2 separate regions of the Mus musculus genome follow, and region 1 is linked to region 2. A link is a contact called in public HiChIP or PLAC-seq data. All regions are on one chromosome and are shown on one strand. Each heading gives the region's core, a stretch centred on a gene start, on an enhancer-like site or on the middle of the called end of the contact. The rest is flanking DNA. Distances are from core to core; before and after follow the strand shown.

What was found. HiChIP or PLAC-seq counts read pairs in DNA pulled down with a chosen protein or histone mark.
Region 1: a contact with region 2 is called in an H3K27ac HiChIP or PLAC-seq map of VIP interneurons, with 6 times the contacts expected there. The contact joins two enhancer-like sites. A contact is called at or near these places in 15 of 484 Hi-C or Micro-C datasets (LSK cells, brain, cerebellum and 7 more) and 5 of 115 datasets of contacts at active chromatin or transcription factors (SST interneurons, VIP interneurons, astrocytes and 2 more).

What each region holds. Positions count from the first base shown.
Region 1 is chr12:110,371,641-110,375,494 of GRCm38.p6, forward strand. No RefSeq gene overlaps it. Among named protein-coding and RNA genes, the nearest start is that of Gm40577, 44 kb to the right of the region's middle. Within about 2 kb of position 2,036, at least 29 of the 459 cell types and tissues checked have an H3K27ac peak or open chromatin away from gene starts, as enhancers often do. A contact at or near this core is called in VIP interneurons, where this site is marked.
Region 2 is chr12:109,838,407-109,841,841 of GRCm38.p6, forward strand. No RefSeq gene overlaps it. Among named protein-coding and RNA genes, the nearest start is that of Gm34554, 82 kb to the right of the region's middle. Within about 2 kb of position 2,000, at least 35 of the 459 cell types and tissues checked have an H3K27ac peak or open chromatin away from gene starts, as enhancers often do. A contact at or near this core is called in VIP interneurons, where this site is marked.

The DNA.
Region 1 (3,854 bases), core at 786-3,285, 530 kb after region 2:
GAAGGCCTCGTGATGCAGTGATGTGCTTCCTCCAGGAAGGCCTCCTGATGCAGTGATGTGCTTCCTCAGGAAGGCCTCCTGATGCAGTGATGTGCTTCCTCCAGGAAGGCCTCCTGATTCATTGATATTACATAACCTCCCCAAACAGTGTGCCTACCTGTGGACCAAGTGCTCAAACCCAAGAGGCTGTGGAGGAGATTTTTTGGTTCAAACCAGTGCAATCCCTGCATTCCATGAGACTCCAAAGGACCTGCTGACTATAGCTCAGCCTTAAAGGGTTTGCTTGGCATACACAGGCCATAAGTTCAACCTTCAGCCTGTAAGAGGGAGAGACTGGCTCTACAACCTAAGCTGAATTCATGCCACCCTTCACGAGTCTCAGTGTCCCCTGCATCCAACAATGGAAACTGGCCTGTGTTTCAGGACCCTGAGGTGAACACAGGCCAGGCATGATCAGCAGCACCTGGATTAAGGTAAGTTCTGCATGGCAGAAGATCATGCTAGCCATACTGAGGCTGCCAAGGGCACAGCAGGAGGCAGCCCCACCGGGCCTGCTCTGGGAGTGTGTGGGGGTACACCCAGGCTGGCAGGAGGACTGTAGCAGGGAGCCAGAGCCTCCCGGGCACTCTTGCCCTCTGCTCCGGTTGTTCACTTCTAGGAACTGACCCTAAGGCCGCAATCAAGGATTCCTACAGCGCCTAGCCCAGGGCTGCGCTGGCCAGGCCATGTGGCGAGTCAGTGTCCACACCCTGGGGGGCCTCCTCTGTGCAGTGCTGTGTAGCTGTGGGAAGCCAGGATTTTGGCTAGATGGCATGAAGCTGGCATTAAAACCAGTGAAAAGGTCAGGATGGGAACAACTGTACGTGGATGTCCTTGACGGGAAGCTGTTTGGGCATTCGTTTGAAAATGTCCCGGACTGAAGAAGCACCCTGACCTTCCTGCCAATTCCTAGGGCCCCCCAACCAGCCCCTTCCTGAAATTTGGTACCTAAAGCCAGAGCCCAGACCTCTCCCTGCCCCTCCAAATCCCTGGCCTCGCCTACCACCCCTGGGAAGCAGATGATGGAATCTTACTGGTGAACTGGCTTTGCTGACTACCCCATTTCTTTTTACCCTTCCACATCATCTGAAAGGAGCAGAGAAGCGAAGCAAGCTAGGGCGTTGGCTGGCTAGGGATTTGTCCCGATCCTACACCTCACCCCCTCCGCCACACATCCACACTCTTCCAGTCCCTCTCCCCACTTCCCTCCTGCTCAGGGCCTGTAGCAGCCTGCTCCAAAGCCCAGAAAAGGAAGAAGAAGAAAAAAAAAACCTAACAACAATAACAATGCTCAGAGTCAATTCGCCGAGCCTAGCCATGCTCACGGCTGTCTCTCAGAGCTGCCCCCTCCAGACTCAGTTTCTCTACCTGGGAAGGAAGCATAACCACACCCCGCCCCGGGACCAGTGAGAGTCTGTGGAAGGAACAGTGTATGGTGTGAAGGGGTACCCTCTGGAGGCTTCTCCTGGGGCCCCCAGACCCTGAAAAGCCAGAGCAGAACCAAGCCAATCGCTGCTTTAAAGACATACCACTCCCCTGACAGCCCGAGGGCCAGGCCAGCCATGAAGGCGGAATCAAGACCCCAACAGAATTCTGTAATGAACACTCTGCTGTCTCAGTTTATGAGAGAATACATAAGACGTGTAATTGCTTTTGTATTTCGGACACTCATTAGAAGAATAATAAATGTTATTATTTATTAATATGGCAATGAATCATTCAGTTTTTTAAATTAAACATTAAACCGCTAACAAATTAAATGTAAATTATTAGGCCCGCGGATGATGGAGAGGCTCCCCGGGGAGGGGGCAGCTCGCTGGCTGCGCAGAAGCACGCCGCATGTCCCGGGACACAGCCGCAGGGCCGGGGTGAAGCGAGGACAAGACGGCTTGTGGGCTCAGCCTGCCCCCTGCTGGTTATCAGCAGGAACGCAGCAGTCGCAAGCACCCCATCCGCCCAGCGCCAGACTCCTCTGGATCCTTCTAGAAGCAGCTACGCCACGGGCTGTCAGGCGCCTGCGCTCTTGTCCCGCATGAATTTTTGCTGCGCAGACCTAGTTGGGGAGGGCTATCTGGCTTGGAAATGCGTGCGCCCTTGAAAGAAAACCGCCTCCTCTGTCCTCTGCAGCCTGGACCATAGTTCCTGGTGCACTGTCGTCACTAATAAGCATCCACTTGTAGAAAAAAAAAAAAAAAGCACAGAGATCCTCAGTATCTAGCAGAGGTTGCACAGCCAGAAGCTGGCAGAGTAGGAGATTGCAGTCCACCTGTGTCCAGTCCAAAGCCTGTGTTTATCTTGTATTGCTTGTTGGCCCTCTCAGGAGTTGGGGTCCCAGGCTAGTCTTCTGGAACCCATAAAGAGACACCTGTGTAAGGAGCCAAGGGAGTTATTTCCAAAGGACTAAACACCACATACCAAGTTACCTAGTGCACATAGCTGTTCAATAAGGTAGGCGCACGCCCACGCCCATTCCCAGGATATGTAAGCTGAGGCTGAAAAAGACTGCAACAAGCAAGAAATTAGAACTAGTACCTGCCAACCCAGACTTGGCTCCTGATCACTCCAGAACCAGACCCCATTCCTCAGGAAGCAGTGAGCAATCCCTCTGCCCACTCGTGTGCCCACTCCCCTGTATAACACACACACATGCTGGCCAGTACCCATGCCTTAAGGGAACACTAAGCTCAAATCGTATGAGTCCTCGTATGAGGGCACTGGGGGGCGGGGGGCGCGGGGGAGAACCGGGGTGGGTCCCTGACGCCGACAGTGCTAGTACGGCTGCTCTCTGGGACCTCCAGTTTATTCTTTAAGGAAGATCTCAGGAATTGAGCCACTGAACACTGAAGCCCCAGTCCCACAAAGTAAGGCTTCTAGGAAATACCCCAGACACTCGCTGAGACAGACTTCTGGGAAGGGGCTCACAGCCCACCCCAAACTGAGGGGGTTAGCCCTCTGCCGTCAGCCCAGGCTGCTGGGACAGGGAAGTCCAGCCCATAGGCAAGCCCTGGCTGCAGCTATGGGGTCTGAGGGCAGATGCACACCTGGGGGTCCTGGTCCTCTCTTTTACTCCTTATCTGTGTGTGATCTCCGCCCTGGGCTACCCCTTGGCTCCCCACAATACCCTTCCTGCCTTGGTCAGTCTAAGTGGATATCTGCTACACAGAAAGCCACTCTCTGTCAGATTATCACGTTATCCCCTCATAATAGGTACAACAATTATAAGCACCCATCAAGCCTGGCTGACGGACCCTACATCATAGGGCAGATTGAGCCACGGTTTGTTTCCCTGTGTCTCCCCTGCCCCTCTGACACCCACCCCTAGGAGAGGATGGTCGGGTGAAGGAAAGGTAAGGGGTTATTGCTTTTCGTTTGGCCCAAGCTGGGAACCACTGGAGGTTGAACTGTGAACTTGTTCCAGCTTTCCTCTGGACCTGGATGTCCCACCTTTGCAGTGAGGTGCTACAAGGTACCCCAGTAGGAGTGTGCAGAAGGTGGGGTGGGGGGGGAGGCCAGCTCCAGGACCCAGCTCCAGGTCAGATTGGGTCAGCAGCGTCGCCATGCAACGGGCGCCAGAATGAGGCTTATGCGTCTGCCTCCTGTCTGGGTCCTGCCCCAGGAGGGACTGACAGGGCTATTATTGCTGTTCTTGCGCAGGGCCACTCAGACACCAGCTAATTTGTTTCAATCGCACCCCCTCCCTTATTGATCAGTGCTTTCGTAGGGTGTTGCGTTAAATGACTTGTCGCCATAGCAACCATCAGATACTCCTGGGGACCGATGAGTCTGTTTCCTGAGCCAGATCGCCCCCTAAGAGC
Region 2 (3,435 bases), core at 750-3,249:
ATATGAAATGCATGGAGCTGTGTGCTTAAGAAACCTGTAATTATATCTTATACCTCAATCGTAAAATGTTGTTAAAAATGTTTATCTTAGGCAGCCTACAAAGCCCACAGAACAACAATGAGGCCCTGTCACTTTCCCTGCGTCCTCCCGTAGTCACCCTGGCACCACCCCCAAGTTCCAGCAAAACAGGCCTTTCTCCTCAGTGCTGGAACCAGCATCCTACAGAGAGTGTTTTAAATCTTCTAAATCAGGAGGTCTTGGTTAAGGAAGCTGACCTCATGCTCTAGGAGATGGTCCCACACCCACGTACATGCAAGCAGCTCAGAGTGGACCCTGTAACTTACAGACCCTGCGCAGGCTGCTCCAAGAGGAAAGCGATAGGGCATGGAGGGAAGTTCGGAAGGGAGATAACTGATAGTGGATTTGACCAAAATATATTATACGAATGGATGTATTTCTTTTAAAGAGTGTAAAAAGACTGTTTCACAGTCTGCCTTACATCACAGCTTACATCAGCTACCACAGGGGTGGGAGTGGGTTGAGGAAACCACCTCATGGTATCAGCTTTACAGAAGAACAGAGGGAGTCATGGGGAACCCTTCCTTTAAGATCGGGGAGCCCTCCCCATCAGGGTTTACACACACTCTGCCGTGTCTGACTGACCTGGGAGCCCTGTCCCTCATGTCTGGACACCACTCCTAACCATGACTTCATGCCTGAGATGAGGGTTAGTATCAGGGTTAGGACTAGGGCCTTGCTGCCACAGTGGGAATGTGGTGCCACGCTGGCAAACTTGAAGGGTGGGGCTCTCCTAAGGAGGGAAGTCTTCCTTCTCTCCAGAGCAGTACATCCCCCCAGAACTTGGCCCGGGGCCCCAAAGTGATGGACAGCTTGAAGGAAGATGGTTCCAGATGGCTGAAGTAATGTTTATTGTATACGTGCCATAGATACTGTCCTGTGCTCAATTAGCCACTAGGGCAGTGAGGAAAATCAGGAGGCCAGAGCCCCTCTGCGTCCAGGTTGGCCTCGTGCCCAGAGACAGCTTTGCTTTGAGAAGGAGAACCATCAAGCCCCTCTCGGCTGAGGCCTGGGGCCCACTTTCCCCCACGTGTACGTTATAGAAGCAAACCCACACATTCTCAGGACCCTGGGTTGCTCCCCTCAAGGAGGTAACGGGGGGGGGGGGGGCATTCCAGATGGCTTTCAGCCATTTGTTTTGCTGTGAACTATGAGAACAAGACAGCCTGCGGGGGGCCTGGAGGCCTTTCTCCTTTCTTTCCTTTAGTCAGGAAAATTGAGACCCAGAAGAGAGAGATGTGTAATGTTAAAGTCAGACAAGCCTGGTAACCTCAGCCCTAAGCACTGCGACCCAAGACTCTCAATCAAGGTCTAGGGCCTGAGGTACCACACCCTGCTGCATTTTCTAAGATGGAAATCCACCCTTCACCAGACAGTCCCATCCGATTCTCAGATGTCATCTCCAGGTGACAGAAGGACCTCAGTTGTGCTAGCTCCAATCCCTTTCCTGAGGCCCCTTCCAGAGTAACTCTCCAGAGAAGCGCCTTCTGCCTTCTCCACCACACCTTCTCCAAACAGACCCCAGAGAGAGAGAGATGGTTTAAATTCTTTGGTCCAACGGCACCAGCATCCCACAAGCTGACAACTTCCAGGACTGGCAGGCAGCCTTTGGACGTCCTTGCTCACCTCCCTTGAAGGCTGGGTGTGGACCCTCAGGGATCCCACGGTAGGAGGCAGGCAACTCACTGACCCACGTGCTGACAGTAAGGCTGGTTCTCGTAAAGTGAGGTCATCTTCAAACCAAATTCGAGATTAGCTGGGAAGCACATCGTGGCTTTAAAACGGTTATGAGCTCTTATTAGATTATATACATCCTGCCAGCTGTTCTCAGAACAATCGCCATCAGAGCTTATGTAACAGATCGTGTCAGTAACCACGGCCAGACTCACGCCCTCCCTAACCAGTCCCACATGGCAAATGTACACACTCTGTTAATGTGAGCTGACGCCTATGGAGTCCTTTCTCTGGCCCAGGCACCAGCCACAGTCCAAGGCCAGTGTTCACTCATGTCACCCCTACAGCACCTCAAGGGAGGCATTGCCAGGGTCCCTGTTCTATTATCATTCTCTGTGAGTGTGCATGCACATGCATGAGCATACACACACACTCTCGTGTGTGTGCACACACACACACACAGTGCACAATCACAGGGCATGAGTTGCTGATAGATCATCTAAAAGCACAGGGTTGCCATTGCAGAGAAATTTGTATAGGGATTTGCTAATCCGATTATTTGTTTCCGAGAAGAACTTCAGGAAAGATGCACACAAGGTCACCAGATCAAGGGTCCTTCAGAGAATGGCCCACCCCTTCCCTCTCTTGGCTATTTCTAGAACAGCCAAGATCCTGTCTGGTCCTGACCCTATTCTCTACCACCTCTACTCTTCTTTTTAAGCACAATGCCTCAGCTAAAGTGTCACCTACTACATTCATTATGTTTCTGGTCGGCTGGATAAAATATTTGTCAAATGCAACGTAAAGAAGGGAGGGTCTCTTTCGGCTCATGCTTTGAGCCCATCGAGGTGAGGCAGGTACAATGACAGGAACAGGAGGCAGCAGGCCACGATGCAGCACCCACAGTCAGGAGGCAGGGAGATGGGTGCTGGTGCTAGGTTCTCTTTCTCCTCTTTCTTCAATCCAGGAACCCTGCTCATGGAACTGTGCTACCCACATTTAGGGAGCAAAGATGCTGGGAGGCCTCCTCTCTCAATTAATCCAATCTGGAGAACTCCTTAATTCCTTACAGGGGTGCCCAGAGTTTTGTTTCCATGGTAATTCTAAACCCTGTCAACTGACACTAAAGATCAAACATCGCAATTCCTCAGAAAGATGTGTCTGTCTATGCGTTGTTAACTCTTTAAAGCAGTTCCCGCACTGTTTTACCAGCAGCGTCCATCAGTGTCTGAGGCGGCCTGGCTTATTTCATCATTGACTTTGACGCATTCCTAAATGATAAGCTTCCAGAACATGTCACTGCCATAATTCCAGGGCCCTGCTTAGTGATGGCATAGGGTAAGCTAGTAATACAGTTAGTGAACGAGGCCGGGGACTGTGGGTATACCTGACCTGAAGCTGGGCTCAAAAGGACCAACCTTGAAGTTCTATCTCCAAGCTTCCTAGAATCCAAGGTGAAGAAGAACAGCCAGTCGGGGATCATGGCTAATTTTCTTTTTCTGAGACTAATGGTCACATCTCCTGTAAGTTATCTTTAAGATACACCATCCCGTGTCATCAGCCTCATCTTCCTGAACTTCCTCATGGTGAGTACGTTATTTGACCAGAACTGTTGGGTGGCTGATTTCTGGTGGACCGAGAGGGCTCAGCTCACAGGATGCTGAGACCAAGAAGTTCATCCTT